Linked DNA regions of Triticum aestivum: region 2 is linked to region 1. Evidence: chromatin contacts called from public Hi-C data. All regions are on one chromosome and are shown on one strand. The core of a region is the stretch at or near the end of the contact, and the rest is flanking DNA. Distances in the headings are between cores, read along the strand shown. Region 1 holds the start of LOC123071550 (ethylene-responsive transcription factor ABR1). Region 2 has its middle 11 kb from the start of TRNAQ-UUG.

Evidence for each region. Hi-C and Micro-C count contacts between places; a contact is called where the count stands out from the background.
Region 2: a Hi-C map of leaf shows a contact between it and region 1, with 7 times the contacts expected there. The contact joins the enhancer-like site here to the promoter of LOC123071550 in region 1. A contact is called at or near these places in 4 of 5 Hi-C or Micro-C datasets (leaf, root and an unstated tissue) and 1 of 1 datasets of contacts at active chromatin or transcription factors (leaf).

The regions. Positions count from the first base shown.
Region 1 is chr3B:663,700,798-663,706,566 of IWGSC CS RefSeq v2.1, forward strand. LOC123071550 (ethylene-responsive transcription factor ABR1) reads right to left here and starts at 3,516. Exons shown (of 2, transcript XM_044495127.1): 1 at 3,044-3,516; 2 at 248-1,444. The coding sequence starts at 3,377. The coding sequence ends at 618.
Region 2 is chr3B:663,847,506-663,853,274 of IWGSC CS RefSeq v2.1, forward strand. No RefSeq gene overlaps it. Among protein-coding and RNA genes, the nearest start is that of TRNAQ-UUG, 11 kb to the right of the region's middle. Within about 2 kb of position 2,421, at least 2 of the 8 cell types and tissues checked have an H3K27ac peak or open chromatin away from gene starts, as enhancers often do. A contact at or near this core is called in leaf and root, where this site is marked.

The sequences.
Region 1 (5,769 bases), core at 2,266-4,765:
AATAATGGCATCGCCACAAATGCAAAACAAACAGGCATCAAAGCCGAGCGTAGCAGAGCATGACACCATCTCTTTTCACTGGCCGGCCGTGGAATGGATCGCGTCTGTATAATACTCCCTACATACAACGACATAATATTATGGTAGAGAGTACTATCCCTTCTTGTTCGAACACTGGTTTCTTTAAAGAAAATCGATACTAGGAATCACTAATCCATGCCATGTTTTGCAGAGAACACACTACAAGTCCAGGTAGCACGTAACATTCATTATTTTTCCCAAATGACTCTGATTAAACCTCCCCAAAAGTATCCAATCCCCATCTGCAAGCATCAAGCTCGCTCTTCCATTTTTTTTAATTTGCAGTAATAACCAAAGCAGAAAGTACTAAAAACGGGGCGACCCGCACCACCTCCCAAACTAATAATCAACGAACGAACAAAATGAGCACGCCCATAGCTGTCAATCAACACATGCCCCTCGGTGAGTGACGCCATCATTCTCAACCTTCCTCTGCTTGCTGGTTGCTGCTGCGCCCGTCTCCGTCGCCTTCCGTACACAACTTATTCTTTCTTCCAGAGACGGCGCAGAATCTTGGCCTTGGCTTTGCGGCTGCGCTATTGGGTGTGCGGCGGGTGGTACGGCTGCTGGCTCGAGTCGGACCAGGAGGCCGCCGTCGTCGTCCCCGGGTAGGGCGCCAGCGCGCTCTCCCAGCTCCACTCCGCCGCCGCGTTGCCCTGCTGCTGCTGGTGCTGCTGCGAGTCGTGCGGCGACGAGTAGTAGTGGCCCGGAGCAGAGGACGCGGAGGAGGATGACGGGACGGTGGCCACCGAGACGGAGGAGGTCGGGAACGAGTAGTAGGAGCCCAGGAAACCGCTCATGGTGCCGCCGCCGCCGCCATATGAGCTGCTCATGCCGCCGCCGTACGAGCTGGACATGCCGCCGCCGCCGCCGCCCCCGCCGTAGAACGAGAGAAGGTTGCCTTGGTTGGCGGCGGCGCCTCTGCCCTGCAGGAGCATCTGGTAGCGCAGGTAGTCGGAGGCCGGCCCGGCGCCGGCGTACATGCCGGGCGTCGAGGCCGACGCCGCGGCGATCGGCACACGGGCCGGCGCGGCGGCGGGGGCGACGGTGGCCGGGTGCAGGCGCGCGTCCTCGGGGAAGTTGAGCTTGGCGCGGCTGCCGCGGAAGCGCAGCGCGGCGTCGTCGTAGGCGCGCGCCGCGGCCTCGGCCGTCTCGAAGGTGCCGAGCCAGACGCGCGCCGCCTTGTGCGGGTCCCGGATCTCCGCCGCCCACTTGCCCCAGGGCCGCTGCCGCACCCCTCGGTACCGCCGGCGCGGCGCCTCCGCCGCCTCCACGTTGGACGACGCCGGGGAGCGGGAGCGGTGTTCCTCCATGGTCGCCGCGCTCGCGCTCGCGCTCTGGGTGTCCGAGCTCTGATCCGACCCTGCGCACGGACGCGGAAGCATATTTATACGGTGTCACGGGGACGAGGCGCCAAGCAAAAGCAGAGAGAATGCAAAGCGAGGCAGCGCAAGCGTGTTCCAAGTTGTGCACTCGCGCATGCAGTGTGTGTATGTGCATGCACCCGAACGCGATTTGCAAGGTGTTAATAAAGCGCGTCCGTCCCGATCACCGAGGGGTTAAATTTAGGAATGTGAACTGGAAAGCAGTAGAGAAAAGATATTCATGCTTCCAGCAAAGCGATAAGCACCACCTCAAGAATTCGAACCGCTTTTCGTTGCAAAAGGAGGAAAAAATGAAGGAAAAAAACTGCCTTTTCAGGAAAGAAATGAACTCTCTCGACCGTATTCTCGTTGTTGTATGCGCGTCACGCAAGCTCATCCATGACATATTGGCATGTACTCCTACGTACATGACACGAAGATGCACTGTATTTTATACATATGTACGATGAAATGCTACGTACTACCTGAAGACTTAGCTGTGTCTTTGTTGCGTTGCAGAGGTGCAGTGGATTACAAGACTAGGTTCAATGGCGTACAACTGTGCAGCAGTGGATTACAAGAGATAGGGTTCGTTTCATTTTCCTTATGTCAGCTACGAGGAATCCAGGCGCCTCGGTTCCGTCCGACGTTTCGACTTTGAGCTACACGCCGTTCCTCCGTACGACCAGTTTGTTATGGTCGCGCGCGCTTGCATGTTCCGCACGCATTTTCCTCTATTATTTCCAAGAAATAACTCTCTTCATATAACACATTTTGTGCCTAGGGCTCTGCACTGACCAAAACTGGCACTACACGTGTTCACCGATTCTTTATGACCTGATCAGAGCTAGAAACGTAAAGGTTCGAACTTCATCGATTGTCTTCTTGTTTAAGTTAAGTTATAAGCCGAATGATGTACACCCGGGGTGCCAATATTAGTTTTTTTACCTCTAAAATATTCTTGTAAAATATTACTCCCTCCGTCTCAAAATAACTGTCTCAAGCTTAGTATAACTTTGTACTAGAGGTAGAACAAAGTTGCTATAGCGTGTGTTTTTGAAAGCAACAGATTTTATTCCTTTGATAACAGACATATCATTTACTCCCTTATCCTATAATACAAAAACGTGTTTGATACTATTATAGAACAGAGGGAGTACAATATAGTGAGAAATAAAATCAGGGATTATAGATTCCCAAAACATACAAATTTTTTCACTAAATGAGTTCTTCGTTAGGGGGTGAGCCACTTCGTTTGCTTCACCGACGGATATAGACATTTCCTTTATTTTACAAGCTTATTAGGATACTAGTAATAAACCGCTGAATGCATCAGATAAAAAAGAAACTCTGAATGCATCCGATAAAAAAAAAACCTCTGAATGCATAAGATGTATACTCTGGAAAGGTGATTTTGCCCATGCCTGACACGTTTCGAGCTGGAGTAGCATGCAAAAATGTGATCGGGCAAAAAAGTAGAGCGTGCGAAGCTCGGTGGAGCAATATCAAATCCAAGGCAAAAGCAGAGCATGCAAACTCAGAAACTCTTCCCGACCAAGCTAAGCTTCAATAGCATGCGTGTGTTGACTGTTTGTTACCTGCGAACTCTGAAGATGGCGCGCCGGGGAAGCTCCCCAGCTCGTGCACGTAGCCGCCTCCTCCGGCGGCGTGCATTGCCTGCTGCTCCTCCCAGCCCCACCCCTCCGCCCCGGCGCCGGAGCCGGACGGCGCCCACGGGTCGTCCTCCGCCACGACCCGCGACAGCGCCGACACCATCGTCGACATCTCCTGCGCCTGGTAGTAGCCCGACATGAAGTCCGCCGGGCTCGCCATTGTCGTCATTCCCGACGGCGCCCCGGAGCTGCCCTCGCCCTTCACCGTCCGGCCGCCGCTGCCGTGCAGTCCACGTTGGTCCGCCAGCTCGTAGCACATCAAAGTCGCCCGCCGCCCGCCCAGCGCAGAAAAACAGCGCCTCACCTCCTTTCTTTTCAAATGGCAGAGCAGAGCAGAGTCGTCGTGAGGCTGGGAGCTAGTACGATCTATCTCTCTCCCGTTTAATTTCGTTCAACGGTTCGAACATTTCTGGGGGGACGACCTTGGCATATATAGCACTCGCACCAGCCGCTCTACGTACGTGCCACTAATAATCAGCAAGAAAGAAAGAAAGAAAGAAAGAAAGGGAGAGGGAAAAAAACGTGGCTAAATAGCCGTCATGAGAAGTTCGTTTCAAACGGGGAGGCAGAGGCCAGTTCAGCTCTATGCTCTCGTTTATTTTTCTGAAGAAAAGCTTCAGCTTCCTCCTGCCTCTGACGATCCGAGGCGGTGAAACAATGTGCGAGTTTTACCCCTCGGATTATAAATTGAATTAACGAAGGTCTCTTGGTAATTCACGTAGCTTCCACTTAGCACACGACGCTACCAGTACTGGTACATTCCAAGCAGTCCCCGGTGTGAACGGGGGAATTTGTACGGTGGCCAATGCGCATGATCGAATTGATACACAGTTCGCAGGTCGGCACCATTGGATCAGCATTCGATGTCGCTCGAATACACAGCCTCGTGTTGTATTATCTGAGGCTTGGGGTCCGATTTACTTTTTTTGAGAACCAGGGTCCGATTTACTTACTGCTCCACTACTTGCTCCGGTACCGATCGCTTTCGCCGACATGAGGGAGGAGGAGCGCGTTCGTGGTTCACGCACCCTGGACGGCCGGTTGACGCGGTCAGCGGTGAGGAGGAGCAGTCCGTTATGTGGAGCGTGCTTATCTGATTTCGCTTCCTTTCTTCTTCTTCTCCTTTTTTCCCGTCACGGTTTTGATCATTTCCTTGGGTAGTTTTCCTTCCAACGAACTGTCTAGACAGTCTAGTAGTAGTGGTATAACTTTCTTCAGGTTGCCGCCGCGCGCGACGGTGGTGGATTGTTTCGTTGAGTTGCCACTGACGAGTGACCGGACTGCTTCAGCATAGGGATAACGGGATATGCTCAGAGGAGGTTGGATGGATAACAGGCCGGTCAGTCAATGTTTAGAGGGATCATGTTGCTCGTGTTGCTCTCGCTCCTTGACTACTTCGCAAAATATTAGGCGTGGTTGGAACATGGTATGTTCGCTGGTTTGATGGGGTCTACTGTTTCTTAAGGAGTTATAGCATGTACAGCAACCGGATGTGGCAAATCCGGCCCGTCATACGTCCACGGACGCAGCCGGACCCGCCCCTCCTGCTTTGCAGTCATCGGAACATATAAACAACGCTAGAGTACCCGCCGTTCCAGGGCCATTGTGCTCGCGAGGCATTTTTGACCGCCCGATGAAGTTACAACAGTAAAATTTTGGCTGGTGGCGGCTGGTCAACCGTCTGTTGTTTTTCACATTGGCTGTCGCTTCAAGAGAGTATGAGGGGTGGGGTCGTGAGCCTGTAGGGTCAGCAAGCAGAGGGTGGGTTCATTTGAGGGCTACGTGAATGAATGGATGAGGGTGGGCTGTTCCTTATTGGCGAGGGCGAGCGAGCGGCTTGGAGAGCCACGACCAATCGCTCTCCCGAAAACCTAGCGAAAAAGGACCAATCCACTCTTTCCTCGAGCCCCACGCACTCCATGCCGTCCCGCCTCCCTGCTCCTTACCCTCCGCCGCACGGCCTCTGGCGTCGCGGCCTTCTCACTCGCCTGCGGCCGGGTGCGAGATGCCACCGGCGACATGGCTGCGTGCGGAGGCGCGACATGGATGTGAGCATCTGACCGAATCCGGTCGCAGTGCCCGTCCAGCTCGCCGTGGCCAACCCGGCTCGCGTCGGCTGGGGCCGCGCCCCTCCCCTAACGGCGGGGATGATGGAGGGATCTGCCGGCGCCGGCCAGGCTCCCGATCGACGGGCTCGCCGGGTCGCCGCCCCTCGGGGCCAGCCCGTCACGCCGCGCCGGCTAGGGGACCCCTCGGGGATGCCGCCCATGCGGCGGGGACGTCCGGCGGCGGCGCGGGCTGGGGACCGAGCGGCAGGGCCCGTGATGCGTTCCGGTCGAGGGATTGGTCGGGCCGGCGCGGGATCTGAGCCGCCGTCGATGGATTTCTCGCAGCTTGGCTACATGTTGCTTTGGATCCGATACGATCCCCATCTCTCTCAAGTCCTCCCGCCACGTCTTCTCCTTCGGTGCTATGAGGTTCCTCCGCTTGCCTATCTGATGCGATCTTGGAGGAAGAAGACGCGATTTTGATTTGATTCGGTTTTGGTTCGTGCGGTCAGGGGCGTGTTTCCGATTCAAGGTGTCGTGGATAGTGCACGGGGTGGGGGACTAGGGCAGTGAGTGACATCCAGCTCCTACTGGTGGAGTCCT
Region 2 (5,769 bases), core at 1,171-3,670, 150 kb after region 1:
TTATTTTAAAATTGGGTCTGAATTTTTTAGGGGTTTTGTGAATGTTCACAATTTTTGTCACTTTTTTTGAAACATTAAAATTGGTCTTTTTTGAAATGGAATACGGGAGCATGTCAGAGTTGGTATAACTTTTTTTTACATGGTAATACGTGTCTCGTTTATATAGAATAAAGATCAAGTTACAAGGCACGTAAGTACCGACCATACATGACTGAAAAGATAGGAAAATCCTATGCAAAATACCAGCGCATGTCCCTTTCCTTCGACACCACCGAAGCGGCCACCAAAGGATAAAAAGACAGATCGCCTCTTCGCCCAAGCTCGACGCGGCTCCATCGCTGATCAACAGCTTTACGGACCTCCAAAGTAGTTTGCCAAAAGCAAAATCATAGCCGTTGAAAGAATCAGACCGGGGCAACATGTCCCCGGACACGCCATTGAACTTCAAAACTGACACCCTCGCATGACGACGACGTCGAAGAAGGAAACCAGAACTGCCCGCCTTCGACCACAGACCCAACACAAGATACTCCATCTTCCAGCTGTCACTTGTGTAGACAACCGCCTGCGCGTACTCCTGAACGACAAAACCTCCCTGCTCCACCATGACGTCGGAGACAACGCCACAACAACGGGGACAGAGCAGAAGGAGAGACACACCTGATGGAGTTGCCGCCGCCGCCTCGTCAACACCATCCATGAACCCTAACGATGACGATCTGAGGGATCGACATAGACACGATGCCATCAACTCCGAGACGCCGCCCTGGAGGACAGCGCCGGTGTGGGATTGGGGTTGAGGCAGATTTATTCGTCCGGGCGTCGCTCCCACCACCCCAACGACGCACCACGACCTACAAATCCAAAACCTAACTACAGAGCGGAGGAATGGGGTCCCCCCTCCCTCCTACCGTCGGAGCAGCAGTCGAAGGGAGAGGGGGCCAGCGCACCGACCGGTGAAAATCGGAGGAAAAAGTGCCTCGCCCTAGTCGCCTAGTGGCGGCGGCGGCTAGGGTAGGAAAACCGTGTTGGGCTAGCCGATGTAAATTTTTCTGGGAGTTGGTATCACTGGATACTTTCGCTGGGGTGCAGACCAGTGAGTAGAACTGCAGAGACATACGAGTATGTATGTAGCCGTCCAAATCTTGTGGGCGTACGGTGTAGGTGTGTTCCATGCCACGTGTAGTATATCTGTTGATACAGTTTCTTTATCCCCGAACGTGTTCCATGACGGTCATGTGGTTTTTTGGATGCAAATCAGTTCTTCGCCTCCGACTCCGAGACAGTACCACAGCACTGTAGCTACAGTCATGGTCACTCCCAAGAGGGCACGCACCATTTTTGATTTCCCATACACGAAGCCTGGATATGCAACTGTAGGATACGATACGGTGCAACGAATGTGGCAGAACGGGACAAAACGGAACACAAAGGACAATGATTCCACGGAAGATTTGATCTCCGATCCGCATACCCTCGGCACTCCTGCAGTGACAACTGATTGCGTCGATCGGCCTGCCAAAAGACGGGAATCAATCTAAGGCTAGCAAGCAAGCAAAGTGACTTGCACATCATCATCATCATCGGAATTGGATATCTCAATGATTGCGCGCGGCCGAGGCCACTCCCTGCAGGGAATCATATTTGGAAACGTACACTTTAATTTCCTTATCCGAGGATGAAGCGGACGATGCGTATCACATCAACACGTTGGCGTGGATGAGATGAGATCAGATCAGTAGGCATCTCCACCACGAGCTTATGATTAGTGGATCGCTAGGAATGCCATGGACTTGAGGGCGGGATAAAGGCGGCGATGAAATGGAGGACGGACGATCAAGGGGCCTACGGATCTGCGTGCCAATCTTAGTTTTGGCCACTTCCGGATGGTACCAACCTACTACTCACTGTCGATCTAGTCCTTTGTGAATTGTGATCGATGCGTATGCTCAGGGGGGGCACTTGCGATTGCGGCGCACACATTCTCCTCGTGCGAGATCGACTCATCGATCGTCCACCATCGCTGCACACGGATTAAGCGACCCACCGAACAGTAGAGGTATCCTCTTTCGGTAGGGTCCCGTCATGGCCGTTTTTTCTCCCGAGGATTGTGATGCAAGGGCCAGGAGGCACGCGGGCGTTTGCGAGCGCTCCCTGCTTATTTAGCGTAGCACAGTACATATATCTGTGACAGATTCTCCCCCGCCTGCTTCGTTATTTGTTTGGACCGCAATGGGGAAGCGGTCGCTACCCGGTGACGGGGGCACGGGGCGGTGGCGACGTACGGTCAAACTCAAACGACGCCCACCCACCGTCCTCCGATCAACGCAACGGCGACCGGCGAGGCACGTATCTTACTGCCTGGCTGACAGGGCACGCGTGCGGCGACGTCCGTGCCCCTCGCCCGCCCGCCGCCGCCCTATCTCAGCAGTGATGCGTGCACTGCATGGGCCCTCCTGCACTCCTGCTTGCACGAGAGGAGCACATGGGTGAAGGGGGTTGCCAAAAAAAAAAAGATTGCTGGAATGTCAGAGACGGCTTGACAGGTGGGAGTAGGACAATCATAGAGCACTTCCGCTTTAATTACTAGGAGCACTGCCCAATCATCACATGTGGATTTCTCGGTCCTTCATCAATCAATCAAAAAGAAGAAACATGCACGTGGATTTCTTCCAGGAAATATTTCTTTTTTGTTTCGTTTGGTGGCAAAGCTGAACAGACCAGTCACCATCTCAGTCATCACAGGCAAAGATGTCACTTTCACACGGAACGGACAGATACTTTGTATGGGAAGGTCTCGTTTTTCAGTTTTTCTTTTGGTGCCAGTGAATTTTCTAGAACATTGGCACATATGGACTGATTCTATAAAACTTAGTGGGGAAATAGATCAAAGTTTTGAAACGCACGGGGAAAAGCCATGCTTGTCGTAAATTTTTGGTAAAAAACCATGATTATTTGCAGGCTGTGCGAAAATCACAAATAAGTTACATTACAAGATGTTAGAGATCTACAGCCGGGTCACCAAATTCGATCCTCAAATACCCGCGGACGTGCCCAGACACGTCTGCGGTCACTGACCAGGCACTTCTCAATTTGTGTCCACGACATCCCCACTCCTGATATCCGATACCCTATATCCATATTACGCATGCAATGTGAACATAAATTTCGTAGATCATCACACGGACTATGAAACATGCATATTTCGATCACCAAAAGATCACAGACGGATCTCCAAAAGCTACTCAAAGTTCACATAATCCACATATGACTGACATGTTCTAACTAGAGACGTAAATAACTAGAAATTAACCACGGAGACGACGAAGATTCACCACTTCCTCGTCAGGCCTTTGCCCTTCCGGTCGTCGGCGCAGCTGTAGGCGTTGGTGGCAGGTGGTGGATCGTCGGAGTTATCAAAAGTGGAGTTATGATCGTCCCCATCGTCATCAGAGTCGTCAGAGAGGATGATGGGCCCCTTCATCCGCCGAACGACCCTGTCATGTTGCCGCTTGAGCTTGGCCACCCGAGTCGCCTCCGCCGCTGCCTCCTACGCCTCGCGCTCCGACTGCTCAATGGCAAGCCGGAGCGCCTTAGTGTTCTTCCTTCGTAGCGGACGAGCATTCGTTCCGTCGCCGTCACCAACTGGCGGCAGACCCAAGCGAGGAGCGCTCGTCCTCGTCGGGCTCAACCGGCAACCCGCAGCGGCGGCGCACAGATTGCTCTGTCACGTTCCTCTACTTTTCCTGCTGCCTCTCGCGGCGGACGGCGCGTGCCTCTGATTTCAGCACGCGTGTGCGGGTGGGCGGAGCGGGCACGAGCACCCACCGGAGCCCGCGCGGTGTAGCGGACGGTGGGGGAAGGGGATGGCGTGGGGCGGAGCGGACTGTGCAGCCCTCGCAGAGCTGTGCACGGGCCGGGAGGGGCCAGCTCCAGTGTCCGCGTTGCGCTGCCGCGTGAGCGGCGACGCTGCAAATCCGGAGCTACCCCCTGTGTCCACCTTGGACCGCTCCAGCGCAATGCGGAGGGCCAACTCCTCCTCGACGTCGAGGTTGGAGCCAGAGCTCGACATCTCGCCCGATTCGATAAAAAACGGAAAGGGAGAGGAGAGGACGGAGTGAAAGAGGAGAGTGGAGTGAGAGCTAGGGTTCGGAGAGGCGATGGGTCGAGGTTTTTTTGGGGATGGCGTGAGGTCGGTGGCGGCTCGGGCTAATGTGGTGGATGTGCCCTGATGCGCCCGGGCCGCCCCATACAAAAAGTACAGTTATGAGATAACTAATTTATAAATCTCAATAAATCAAGAGGACGGCTTATTTAAAGCATGGGAGAAGCAGCTTATTTTCTTAAGCCGCCCAAGAAAACTAGCCCTCAAATATGATACTTTTTTAAATTATAGCACTCATTTCAGTGAGAGAGATCCCAACTTATTCTTCTTCAACTGAAGTACTCCGAAAAAAAACAAGCAAGGGCCTTGACGACTGAAAAATTCTGCTGCTCTCGAAAGAGAGAGGATGGAGAATTCAACTTTGCTACAGTGTAGATAAGCCTGTGTGGTCAAGAGGAAAGACATGGTAAGCAAACACCTCGGCAGATGCGAAATTCAGTTCGCAAGGTCAAATCTCCTTTGCCGAGGAACCAGCAGGGGATGGCTGCAAAGCAGCCACCCTCGTCAAACTGTTTGACATTTTCTGGCCATGCTGGTACACAAATATGCTACTCAAAGTGTACAGAGAAAGCCATGGCATTAGTAAAACATGAAGAGAGAGAACAATTCAAGAGTTGTTTCCAAAAGACAAGGCAACGGTTTGGTTTGGCCAAACACATGGCGACGTATGAACCCAAAAGAATAGACATGAATCTGTTTTATTAGTGCAGCTTGTGCTGAACTAAGCTTATAAAATACTGCCTGGGAGCTGACACCTTGAAGCAATCGTTGGTCGTCAAACTCCTAACCTTTTGGTCGTCAAACCTTCTGCCAAACACGCACACTCGCATTACAAAATCATCCGTCGATCGTAAGGCACCATGAACGGGGAGACAAAGAGGGGTGTTGTGGGTCAGTAGTTATTAATTCGTGTGAGCACCAGTACTACTGTTGGGATTCGAGAGTTGAAAGCTCGGGTTCATGGCCGTGCCTCAAACTTCGACGTTCCATGCTGGTGGATTTGAAGTCCCAAGAAACGGAAATGACAAAAGCCCTTGCATGCGTGCATGCATGCCAGAGATGCTTGCTGCTACAGCGATGCTCCGTTTTTTCTTCGCCTTCCCTTTTTGCATGCATGGCACACACGTCTCCTTTTTGACATTTTGCCAAGACTCCTGTTGCGTCGCATGCTTGTCCTCGAATCTTGTGCGTACAAGTTTTTTCTTCTTCATTGGAGTACTGTTTTTCCGTCAACAGGAAAGAATCTTGTACTGTACTACTATTCTTTCCTCTGAAACAGTACTGCAGGCGTGCCTTGTCACTGACAAATGTATATGTTTGCTGGGACCCGGGTGCGCCTGTCAGGAACGAAGACTTTGTGCGCACGAAAAACACCACGCCTCAGGTCAATAGGAGGACTACTCGAGTGCATGCCCGAGGCTGGCATGGCAGAGCGCCATGTTGGTGCATGCGCGCCTGCAAGAACGGCTGGAAAGATGTCCTGTTCATATTAGAACTAGCCAACTGGAAGCCTGGGAACATGATGGACGATGGTCTGCTATTCTGGAACTTGCCTGATGCACTTGCAAGTTTCTCCTTTCCTTTCACCGCAATAAATGGATTAT